Regions from separate parts of the Mus musculus genome. Here region 2 is linked to region 1. The links are chromatin contacts, called in public promoter capture Hi-C maps. All regions are on one chromosome and are shown on one strand. Each heading gives the region's core, a stretch centred on a gene start, on an enhancer-like site or on the middle of the called end of the contact. The rest is flanking DNA. Distances are from core to core; before and after follow the strand shown. Region 1 holds the start of Rexo2 (RNA exonuclease 2). Region 2 holds the start of Zbtb16 (zinc finger and BTB domain containing 16).

Region 1 (6,341 bases), core at 461-2,960:
AGTTTCTGTTTATTTTTGAGATAGGGTTCCCTGTGGCTATTTACATAGCTATAATTTTTCATTGTTAAATGTAACCATTCATTGTTAAAAAAAAATCATGGGTGTGGTTTTTCAGGATATAAATTGTTAAATACCACCACCAAAGGTGTAATAAAAAAAAGATCTCTATTTGTGCAGTGTGTATGTGTGTGTACGTGTGTGTATGTGTGTTTACTGGTGCCCACTAAGGTTTGAAGAGGGCAACACAATCCCTCGGAGCTGAAGTTCAATCCCCTGCAAGAGCAGCAAGTACTCTTACTTAACCTTTGAGCCATCTCTCCAGCCTAAGGATGTTATCCTTTCAAAATGTAAAGAAGTAATACTGAGAATAAGCCCAGCGGATTCAAATTCCTATATAGCCAGGTGTGGTGTTGCACACTTTTAATCCTAGTACTTGGGAGGCAGAATTCCAGGCCAGCTTGGGTTCTGTAGTGTGTCTCTTTGTCTTAAAAAAAAAGTTTCAATGCTACAATAGAGTTCTCCTTCCTATGAGTAGGGCCACAAATGATTACAAACTTAACAGTATGTTCTACTAGGTAATGCCGTTATAATATACATACCCATTCTGCAGTAAAATTGAACATGTAATTTGACACCCGTTTCCATGATTTTTTCCGTTTCTCTGGCCAAGCTTGGCAGGTCACCGGTGGAGTAGCTGAAATCCACTTGTAGGTTGCAGCATCCTTAAAGCTTTGATTAGGCAACAATGTTTGTCTCACAAAACCAGCTCACCGGGTAGGAATAACTATGCCACCAACCACAAGCTCTGTAATTACTGGCAACACAGCTTTCAGAAAAAGACACAGAGTATGTGATTCAAGACTGAGCACGTTTGTGACAAAATTGCCCTTTGCAGAGGCGTTTGCTACTGAGCTAAAATATAAGATCTCCGCAGAGGCCCCTTCGAGCGTAGGTGATGAAAACCGTATCTATTGTGGGAGATTAAGGACCCGTCTATTAAAACCAGAGCGATCGGCAAAGGCAGAGCGCAGGACAGAGCAGGCAGAGCTATTCCAACTCTCTTTAGTGGGCTGCAAAAGGTAGAATAGTATACGATCTAACAACCGAAACACAGCCTACACGTCCTGGCATCCTAGAAAACGAGACAAGGCTTCTGCCAATAATGGGAAAGGAACATTTATGGAACACCTGATATGTGCGAAGTCATCTTTCAGAAAAGAGACCATTTAAGGACTCCTAAACGGTGATGGCGGAATTGGCCTTGTAGCTCAAAAGAGCACGTCACTCGGATTCCAAGTAAATAAGAAATATACTCAATACGCGGAAGGGAGGGGCAGGTAAAAAAAAAAAAAAAAAGAAAAACTGAGGGAGGTAGCAGTAAGGAAAAGGTAGATTTAAAACAATTCTTAAACATATAACCATATTTTTCAAAGTAAAGCCTCTTCAACTTCGCAGCTTAGAACTAATAAAAACTCAGGAATGATATCTCCTGGAAACAGACAAACTTTAGCGGTGAAATACTAGCAAGTCCCTTAACATCCGAAAACACGTGGCGGGGGAGGGGAGCAGGAGGCTGGACCAAGGACTCCTACTCCCATCAGCCCTTTCGGCAGCCGAGAGTAGCTGTGGAGGGCGAGCCGACGCCTCGCATGCCGGGGCTTGTAGTCTTCTCCCGGCACCTCCCCGTGGGTTTGCGACGTTTAGCGACTGTGGCGCCTGCGCGCGCTGGGCCGGCGGGGCTGGGGCCGTGGCGGCTCGTGCCGGGTGATGCTAGGCGTATCCCTGGGCGCCAGGCTGTTGCGGGGCGTGGGTGGCAGGCGCGGGCAGTTCGGGGCGCGAGGTGTCAGCGAAGGTAGCGCAGCCATGGCGGCAGGGGAGAGCATGGCTCAGCGAATGGTCTGGGTGGACCTGGAGGTGAGAGTGCGGCCGGGGCGAGGAGGGTGCGGGGAGGCGAGCGCAGATTCGCGCGTGGGACCGAGGGACTCCCCTGTCCCGGGAAGCAGCAGGGATCTGGGTGTCAGGTGCGACAGGTGAGCACGGCCCCAGGAGCCCCGAGTCAAGAGTTTTTGCGGGGTCTGGGACTGTCCCTGGACTGTGGGGTTTCTTTCCATCTGGGTGGAGCCGTCCATGTGTCTCCCCTCTCCCTAGCCTCGACCTCCACCCAGAAGTGAATTTGTGTTACGCGTTAGTGACTCTGAGGATCGTGGGTGAGAGTTGGGGCAGCGACTCTGAGCCCTGCTCCGTCCCCACCTCCTAGCCTTAAAAGACTAGGTTGCTTAAGCTAGGACTCAGGAGATGACTCAGCCTTACCCCTCATTCCATAAAAGAGAAAATTGAGGCCCCATTGGAAGATTCAGGTTACCCATTTTAGTTTTAACGCATTCATACCTAGGCCTCTCTTGAACTCCAGTTTTCTGCTTACGAACTGAGTTCATTTGTTAACTTTTTTTGTTGTTGTTGTTGTTGGGAAAACTTCGGAAACCATTGTAAACCTCCGAGAGGTAACGTTCGTGAGCTCACTTTTCTGTAGTCAAGTTTTCATCCTGCTTATTTTGAGTCTGTTCCCAGGACAAATGTGTTTGACAGTAGCTGGCCCGCCCGCAGGAAGTGCCTTTAGCAGTCTCTGAGCACTCAGAACTTAATACCCTGAGTACTGCCCAGACCATTACTGGTCATAGAATGTGAGCTGGGTCCACACAAAGGAATCTCTGTCAAGTAAACTTGGGCAGCACGCCTTTAATCCTAGCACTTGGGAGGCAGAGGCAGGTGGATTTCTGAGTTCGAGGCCAGCCTGGTCTACAGAGTGAGTTCCAGGACAGCCAGGGCTACACAGAGAAACCCTGTCTCAAAAAAATAAAACAAAAACAAAACAAAACAAAAGGTGGTTTCATGTGTTTGTTATATGCTTGTTTATTTATGTTTTACAGATGACAGGATTGGATATTGAGAAGGATCAGATTATTGAGATGGCCTGCCTGATAACTGACTCTGATCTTAACATTTTGGCTGAAGTAGGTGATGCCGTGTAAATACATTCATACCACTTAAAGGGCATTGGGGATCTAAAGGTGCCTTCATCTGATCTCACTGAAAAACGTAGCAGATTGAGGTCTGTGTAGATTAAGGCCCAGTGCTATATTACTAGGACAATGTAATATAATATGTTAGAGTTGGTATTGGAACCAACATAATCCACTTCATAACCGGATTAAGTTTTCAGTTGAAATTGACAGAACTCCCCCTCCCCCAAGGCTACAACAGTTCTGCAGGGTTTACACGTGTATTCTTAGTCCTCATGATGATAAGATAGGCTCTGTTAATGATGTTCATTGTCCACCGGAAGATATTGGGTTACAAGAGATTTGGGGGACTTGCTCAAGAGCATTTGGCTAGGTATTGGGGAAGCTGGTTAAACTACTCTCTAAACACAGGCAGTCTCAAGTGTTCCCACCAGTATCCAGCCAGCTGGGTCCTCATCAAGCTTGGTGTCCCCCGACAGAGTTTCCCATCTCTATGTCCTACCTTCGGCTTTAATTCCATATATAGTCCCCCTTATACCACTCCATCAGGGGTTGGTTCCAGGATTCCTCTGTAGATACCTAAATCTCATTCCCCTGTATCCTGGAAGGAGATGCAGTATTTCTCATGTACTTTGAATCACCTCTAGATTGCCTGGTGTCATTCTTGTGCTCCCAATAGAATACCTGATACGACGTTGGTGCGTGTAAGTAGTGTTTAAAGTAGTGTTTACACCATGTTGGTTAGGGAATGTTAAGGAAAAAAAAAGTATCCGTATGCGTTCCTTACAGACCAATGACGTTTCCGTCTGAACTGGGTGACTCCTCCCAGATGACACCCATTGTCCCAGGTGGCCGTTGCCTTCTCAGCTAGACTGTGTGGTTCTTGCACCTCTGTGTTAGGGTTTTAGAACATCTATAGACACACTTTTAGAATGTGTGCTCACGGTGATTTTTATCACTCTGTTAAATGCTGCCTTTAACTGAAACCTTTAGCAGAACAAATAGAATAGACCTGTTGGCACTTGCGTTTAAGCACCCGTGAAGCGTTTTAAAAGATGAAATCCCTGACCTTGATACCATCCTCAATATTCGAAGTCATTAAAGAACAAAATAGGCCAGGCTTAGTGGCAGGAGTCTTTAATCCCAGCACTTGGGAGGCAGTGGCAGGTGGATCTCTGTGAGTCTGAGACCAGCGAGGTCTATATGACTAGTTCCTGGGCACTCAGGGCTACCTAGTGGGGGTGGAGAGATGGCTCAGCAGTTCAAGCATGTACTACTCATTCATGAAGACAAGAGTCTGTGTCCTAATACCCAGGTCTCACGAGCCCCTGAATCTCCACCTCTAAAGGACCTGACCGGACCAGACACATGCATACGCATAGAAATCAAATGAAACAACAAAACCTGTAGACATGGAGCACGTATGCCCGCGGAAAGAAGAGTCTAGTTAATAAATTAGGTTTTCAGAGCGCAGGCTCAGTGGACACTGGAGCCACAGCCATTTCCCGTTTACAGTTAGGACGTCTTTTTATTCCCTGGGTAAGCAAAAGGACTTTTCATTCCCTGGAGAAAGCATTTTTTAGCTGGGCACGATGTCACACACTTTTCATCTCAGCAGTTCAGAAGGCAGAAGCAGGGTGGTCAATGTGAGTTTGAGTCTAGGCTGGTTGACAGAGTAAGTTCCAGGTCATCTTGGGCTATACAGTGAGACTCTGTCTCAAAACAACAACAGCAAAACCTAAACAAAAAAACAAACAAGCATTTAGAGGTGAATTCCTGTCTTGTAGTGGCAACAAGGCTTATCATCTCGTTGAGAACCATGAGACTATTATATTTCTTACAACAGTTTCCTGTATAAATCAAGTCCCGAGCTTTCTTTCGCTTTGGACACTTGTTTTTCTGACTTGGGATATTTTTGGTGATGAATGGTCAAGTGTCTTTATTTTGTCATCCCTGCTCACTCTTGGCTAAAGAAGTGTTTTTCTTTTAGACTGTGGATGACCTGAAATGTGGTCTAATGGATCAGTTGGTTGATATGTACTCGGGGAACTTTGGTGTGTGTCCGTACAGTTGCTCATGAATAGGGTGTTTGTTCAAAGGCTTAAGTCAGATGAGGATAAGGGTATTAAGAAAAATACTTAAGGGATGTCAGTTGCATGGGGAGTATGTTTTATTTTCATGGAAGAGTCTGAGGAAAGTGTTGTTTGCTGATAGAAGCATCCTGTTTTGCAAACTTCATTTGGAGTCTTAGTTTGCCAAAGGGCAGTTTAGAAAAGGTCAGGTGATTTATAGTATGGATTTCTGTTCTTCAATTTTTTTTTTTGACATAGCTTTTATTTCTCCACCAAGATTGTTGACATCTGTTTTTGTATTTGGCTACAATTCAGTTTTAGACAAGTGGCCTATTTTAGTACAGTTCTAGACTAGCTGTAGAGTTTACTCTATAGTGGCTCAGCAGGAAAGGCAAAGGCTCTTGCTGCCAAGCCTGACAACTTGAATTTGATCCTTAGGAACCACGTGGTGGAAGGAGAGGACCAGCTCTCAAAAGTTGTTTTCTGGCCTGCGCGCGCACAAACACACACACACACACACACACACACACACACACACACACACACATGCACAGAGGAATATGTTACACTTACATTCTTGCATATAAGTAAGTAAGATCAATACATTTTAGAAAAAGAATATAAAATGTGTTGGTTATATAAACTTGCATTCATTTCAGTGATTGGACTGTGAGTTTACCACCTTACCAGTGTGTTTATCACCTTACTCCTTGCATTCTGTTAGGGCATGATAAAGAAAGTTAGACTTTCTTGTGACCCTTGCTTTTTAAAGTGAAACAAAAATCATTTGCTAAATTCCACGTGTTAGGCTCTGTAACAGACTCACAATTTCATCACCCGGGCCAGAGGGCTGGCCAGCAGGCTCGGTAGGCGGAAGCATTGCCTCTGACACTGATGACCTGAGATTAGTATCAGAACCTGCTTGGTAGATGGAAGAGGTGACTCTCACAGTTGTTCTCTTACTTCCACGCTCGTGTGTGTGTGTGTGTGTGTGTGTGTGTGTGTGTGTGAGAGAGAGAGAGAGAGAGAGAACACACAGATAAAATGTAAGGGCTAGAGAGATGGCTCAGTAGTTAAGGTAGTACACTGCTCTTACAGAGGACCAGAGTTCAGTTCCCAGCACCCATGTTGGGCAGCTCCTTGGCTGTCTCTAACTCCATCCATCTGTGCTCCGTGGCCTCCAAGGACACCAGCATACATGTACACAGGCAGACAAGAATACACATAACTAAAAATAAAAAGTTTTTTT
Region 2 (6,090 bases), core at 2,690-5,189, 360 kb before region 1:
CCACCCAGTGGTGCCTACAGATGCCAGGGAAGGCATCCTCAGTAGCTAGAAGAGATGCCAAAGTCTTCAGTCTCCACTGTTCAGTGCCTGGTGATGGAAGAAGGGTGATGGAAATGATCGGATTGGCTTTCCTGAGCCTAAAGTACCAGAACATACAGGTCCCCTCAATACTTGGCCCTTTGCTTTTTGGAAGGTGTGTCTCGTGATGTTGTTCCACTTAGTTCACTTACGGAACTCAGAATACGCATGCACACCACAATTAGTGGTGGTGGTGGTGGTGGTGGGGGGCATCAAACCCAGAACTTGGTGTTTGCTAGTCAAGAACTCTGAAGTAAACTGTATCCTCAGCCCAAAGAATTGAGACTTGCCATTCACATGCAAGTAAAACACTCAAGCTCTTGAGTGTCTCTTAGATGTTTTACTGTCATTCAAAACTCTTTTTCAATAGTCTGAGGTCCTGGGAAGGAAGGAAAGCCCAGGCAGCAATATGCAATAGTTAGAGTCACTTTGGCTGGTGCACTGCTCTATAGCCCTGTCCTCAACAGAGAAAGGCAAGGAAACTAAAAGACCTTGGTTGTTTCTTTCATTTCTTTCAGTCTAGGTGATCTAGGCATGAAGAACAGAGCTGTGCTATTACACGTTGTGATTCAGAGCATCATGTTGGATGCAAACAGTCTCTGAGCCTCAGCTTGCTTGCTTGCTTGCTTGCTTGCTTGCTTGCTTGCTTGCTTCCTTCCTTCCTTCCTTCCTTCCTTCCTTTCTTTCTATTTATTTATTATATGTACGTACTCTGTAGCTGTCTTCAGACACACCAGAAGAGGGCATCAGATTTCGTTATGGATGGTTGTGAGCCACCATGTGGTTGCTGGGATTTGAACTCAGGACCTTCGGAAGAACAGCCAGGGCTCTTAAGCGCTGAGCCATCTCTCCAGCCCGAGCCTCAGGTTTCTTTCCTCCCCAAATGGTCACGAAACACCAACAGGGTGGTTAGAAGGACTAACTAAAACAAGAGAGGTAACGTGTTAAGCTTTTCAAGGAATGCTCTGAATGAATTATTACCCCCACCACCTCCTTCTTACATGTTTCTCTCAGACTGGATATACTTTTCCACTAGCCGAGCTTGGAGAGGCTCCATGGCTGGGAGGTATGCAGGAAAACAGGAGGTGAAGGAATGGGGAGATTTGTGGTGGAGGTCTGCCCAATGGTTAGCTCACCTCTGTCTCTGCTTCTAGCATGACTAAGACTGAGGCCTCTTGCATTTTGTCAGAAAACCTTAAACCAAGGTCCTATGTTTTGTTTTTGAGAGAAGGTCTCTCTCACTTGGATACCTGGGGCTGGCCTGTAACTCACAGTGTGACTGGTCTTTGTCTCCATAGTGTTGGGATAAAAGGAAAGCAGTGTCGTGGCCAGTGGACTTTCGCCTTTTTAGGAGTTGATTTTTCCAGTTTCCCTACTACATCTTTTAGAAACAAAACAAAACAAAACAAAACAGTCCAAAAAACCCAAAGGTGGGGGAGGGGGCAGGGAGATTGTCTTTTGATTTTTCAACTCTGCTTGGATTTAGGCCTTACCATATGAAATCTCTCAACTGGGGACTCTCATTGCTTCCCAGGATCCAAGGACACAGCTCTGGCTATAAATGGTGCTGGTTTGGGAGTGGGGGCTGCTGCTGCTTTATCTGGGCCCAATAAACCTTATCAAACTGCTGTTCGGCCAGCCTTCATCGCTAAGTGGAAATGCTCTGGAGCCCAATGCTGGCACCCAGCCCACAGCCTCGCCTGCCTTCTCCCTTTCTGTTACCTTCCCCACCTCTTAAATCTAGGCATTACTCTCTCTTTAACACTTCCTAACAAGGGCTGGGCTCTTTAATGGGCAGAGTTTATGAAGCAAGGGAGATTTTCACATAGAGTGAGTATGGCTGGGGTTGGGGGGGAGGCCAGGGCCAGGCAAGGAATTGTTCTTTCGTTTCCATTGTGTCTACGGATTCTCTTTCTCTGATTTGAGGATTAATGGTAGAATAGGATCAGAGGTTAATCGTGTGCCTCTCCGGTGACTGCTGGAGAGAGGGTGGTAGGTGGATGTGGACCCTAGATAGCAAGCCTTCTTTAGACAGGAACTCAACAAGCTCAATGCTCCATTCCCATGGCCAGGCATTCACGGCAGGGGGGTGTGTGTTTTTCCTGTTCCCTTCTGCTCATCCACTCTTGCTTTCTTTATAGATGGCAGTTCCTTCTTAACGTCCTCAAATCCCCTACTTCTTACAGAGGGTTCGCCTTAACTTGAAAGAATCAGGTAGCCTTTACACAAGGTGTTTTTTGTTGTATACCAACTGACTGGGGTAGGGGGGTTTCGCCTTGTCTCACCCACATGACACTGCCTATGAGAGGGTAACTCAATTGTAGTTTTCTTCCTTTGCTTCCCAGTGCTCGGTTCTGCGGACTTCTCTCTCCCACTGCTAATCTGAGACCTGGGAGTGTCAATTGTTAGGATGCCTTGTTATTATAAATGACCACCACGTTAGCAGACCCCCGTGCAGATCTTGTGTAAGCTCTGCCACCTGGTCTTCGTGGGTTTTTTTGTCTCCATTCACCGCCCACTTTCCTTCTCCTTTAGCTCCTGGGGAATCAAGATACGATTCTGTGGGTCCTGTGGGAGATCCGCGGTAAGCCAAGAACACAGCACCCCTAAACTGAAGCCTGGAACTAATACCTTAGGACTGGAGGGTGGGGCTGTGTGGGTGACTTTTCTGAGACCCCTGGGTGGCGCTCTCCACCACACCCCCAATAACACTGCGCTGGGGCTTTGGCCGGAGGCCAGTGCTCAGAAAAGAACCCTCCAACCTCAATTCCCTGCCTAGCTTCGTGTGCAAAGGAGGAGACGGTGCTTTCCGCGGGTAGAAGGAATATTTTTTTTCCTTTGGTCTTTCTACCCTACGGTTTGTCATCTCAAGTACGCCCTTTAAAATGGTCCAGCCGCTGAGGGAAGAAAGTACTCTGGAGCGGCCCAGCGCTCTTCCAAGCTTCCAGTAGCTCCTGAAGGCAGAGCTGAGTTAGGCGCAGAATCTTCAGAACTTTCCATCCAGGTTCCTGGGGCCGGGGAAGATGGGGGGGGGCGTGCGGGCGGGGAGGATGCCCGAGATTAGGAGTGAGAAAGTATTACTACTCAGGCCTTCGCATCTCAGTGTGCAACAATCTAGATAGCAAAATCGAGGTGCTGCCTCCTACCAGATTTCTACTGGCCCCTTTAGATTTATCTGGCCAAATCCGGCGAACTCCTGTGGTCAGGCATCAGAGGCCTGGTTTGGGACTTGGGAAACGACCCATTTAAAGCTAGGGTAAGGGAGGATGCGATCCGAATCCTGAGAAAAAGTGAAAAGCTAGAAGCCACACACTGAACTGGTGCAAATAATAAAAAACGGGACAAAACTGCGCTCTTGAGTACTGGAGTTGGGGGAGTTAGGGGCGCGGGATACACCGCATGCCCAGTGGAAATGAAAAAACCTGGGGCTAAAGTGGGAACCGCTTCTCCCACTCATCCTTCTGACCCCTTGGGGACTGCCAGGTCCTCTGCGGCTCCTCTTCCTTTGCAACCTTTTGCCCTCTCCACCTAGCCAACGAGCAGCAGCCGCTGCCGCCGGGGCAGCAGCTAGATGTCAGGAGAAGCCCGGAGCGCCGAGCGCTGGGAAGGGAGGGGAGCGCCCGGGAAGGGAGGGCAGGGCTGGGAGAGCGCACGGGCTCTGCCAGGGCGGGGGTGGGGCGGGGTGGGCGGGCCAGGACCGGCCAGGGGGAGGGGAGGGGGCAGCTGTGGGCAGGGAGCCGGGCTCGGCCGCCAGCACTAAAGATGGAGAGGCGCCGGGGCCTCGCAGGGGAGGGGGCTCGGCGTTGACGTGGGACGCGGCGGAGGCGCCGCAGCCGGTGGTGATTTGCTAACCTAGCGGCAGAGAGGAGTTAAGGGTGACGAGAGCGGGTACTGCGAACTGCCGGGCGATGCCGCCGCTGCCGCCGTGAGATCCGGAGCAACAGTTCCCCAGCAACACCCCTTCCCCGATCCAGGCACACCCCTAACCCCCCAGGCACGCACACCCACCCCAAGCTCCAGGCTCCGTAAGCGGTAAGTGTATGTGTGTAGGAAACCCGGGAAGGACTCGCACCGCCCAGCGACCGCCTCCCGCCAGGGCGCCCTGGGGCGGGAGAGGTTTAGGCGGGTGGTGCTAGCTTTGGCCACTCGGCCGCTGGGCTCGTGCGGGGTTCTCTGGTTGCTGCTGCAGCAGCGATCGCCAGTGCCCGTTGGGGGTCAGCTAGAAAGCGGCGCTGAGGCTGTCAGCTTGGGCACAGCTGCCTCACCAACCTTTCTTCTCCGGGCACGGTCCGGTCCGGGTGAGAGGTGGCAGGCCGGGAGGTCTGCCAGGGCTGCGGGCGCGTGTAGTCGGGGACTGGGTGTCTTTGTACAGGCAAGGGCTGGCGGAGGAGCAGAGAGCCTGTGGGTGCTCATATGTATGCGGACCGGTGCGCTTGGCGTGAGATAGGATTGTGTCTTATTTATTTGTGTTTATTCGCTGGCGAGCTGGGGAGCTAGACCCGGAGGAAGCAAGGAGTGAACCTGGGGGTCGGGTGGGAGGGGACTGGTATCCGATCGGGTTTTGTTTTCTTTAGAGAAAACGTGGTGGGATTTTTTTCTTCTTTTTTTGATTGGACTTGATGCCCTCTTTTAAGGAGAGAGGGACGCTTCGGAGAGACTCTGGCGCTCCGAGTCCTCCTCGGCTCTCGGTGGGAACGGCCGGTGGAGCGGGAGCTCGCTGTGCGCTCCCGGCCGCGCACGGTGGGTTCCCGGCTCTGCACCTGATGCATTCGGGATGTCTTTCCCACCCTGGCGCGCTGCAAGCTTGCCCAGCCCCTCGCACGCTCCCGCACGCGCTCGAAATGCGCACGATCCTGCCAGCCTGCGGACCCCACCGGAATGCACAGGAGCGCACCGCTGCAACCAGCTCGCCTCCTCCCCGCCACGCTCCCAGCGTGTTTGACTCGGGCACGCCGGCAGCTGGTGCGGGAGGCCGGGGACCCTGCTGGTGACTTCCCGGGGATCGTGATCTTGGGTGGAAGGTGGAGGACCCAGAGATCTCTTCTCATTTGGCCTCCCACCACTCGCCTCCAGGCTTTTGTGCATCCTTTTCTCCCCTGGGGGGGTTGCGCTGCCGGGCCGGCCTAGCAGCGGCGTCCAGCCCGCTCGGACCTTCTCCTTTCCCCAGGCTCTTTCGCTTTCCCCCTTTCTTAGTTCTGTTCCCTTTCTTCCAGGCACCTGACTCCTGGGGAAAAGTTGCTTTCCCAAGTTTGCCAAAGTCCTATGCAAGTCTCGGCGGGGGTCTCTGGGAACAAGGGGTGTGTTGCACCATCGATCCTCGGAGCTCTGGCGGGTTAGCGCTGGCTTTGCCCAGAATCGGCTGATCGCTGCACCTAGGGACGGTCGGATCGCGGGTGCGGAGCCGCCGGTTAGGGATAGGGCACCTTGATTTCCCTCAAGGCCCAAAAGGTTCCTTTGAGCAGCGAACCTTCTTTATTTTGGCTTCTCCCCCTTAGTTCTCCAAATCTCTGATCTCTCTCCCGAAAGCACACCGTGCTCATGAAGCTTTTGAGGAATGGATATCTCACCGTTCTTGATGATGCCCTCCGTTTCCACTTTAGGGTGGGCAATAAGAGTGGCCAGCCACTATTGTTAACTCTTTCCGCATGAGTTTTGCACCTAAGAGTCTTTAAGACTCCTGTCGAGGGTGAAGGCAAGCTCTGCGAAGAGTGGCTGAGAGCCTAGCTCTCTCCACCCTCTTCCCCAGGCTGTGGGAAATGTTGGCTACAGAGAGACAGAGGTTGGGACCTTATCCCGTTAGGTCTTTCTGCCTATGTCCCAATGGCTGTTCAAAGTTGGGAGCCTCTCAGTCATCCAGAACACTTTCTGGGAGAGGCCTTTGTGTTCCAGCCCTGTCTTCCCTTCTTTTGGGCTTAATTCACCCCAGAGATGCTGGTGCCAATGTCACTTAGAGAACCATATTCAATGTCAGTTTTTCTCTTTGTCGCTGGGCTTGCCAACACCTGGGAGGCA

What was found. Promoter capture Hi-C pulls out the DNA fragments that hold promoters and counts their contacts.
Region 2: a promoter capture Hi-C map of liver shows a contact between it and region 1, with 5 times the contacts expected there. The contact joins the promoter of Zbtb16 here to the promoter of Rexo2 in region 1. A contact is called at or near these places in 9 of 39 promoter capture datasets (the 3T3-L1 cell line, the HPC-7 cell line, HPC-7-derived erythroid cells and 6 more), 3 of 484 Hi-C or Micro-C datasets (the G1E-ER4 cell line and embryonic stem cells), 4 of 115 datasets of contacts at active chromatin or transcription factors (bone marrow-derived macrophages, embryonic hindbrain and embryonic stem cells) and 2 of 9 other capture datasets (adipose tissue and liver).

The regions. Positions count from the first base shown.
Region 1 is chr9:48,475,980-48,482,320 of GRCm38.p6, reverse strand. Rexo2 (RNA exonuclease 2) reads left to right here and starts at 1,710. Exons shown (of 7, transcript NM_024233.4): 1 at 1,710-1,914; 2 at 2,928-3,011. The coding sequence starts at 1,768.
Region 2 is chr9:48,834,074-48,840,163 of GRCm38.p6, reverse strand. Zbtb16 (zinc finger and BTB domain containing 16) reads left to right here and starts at 3,939. Exons shown (of 7, transcript NM_001364543.1): 1 at 3,939-4,110.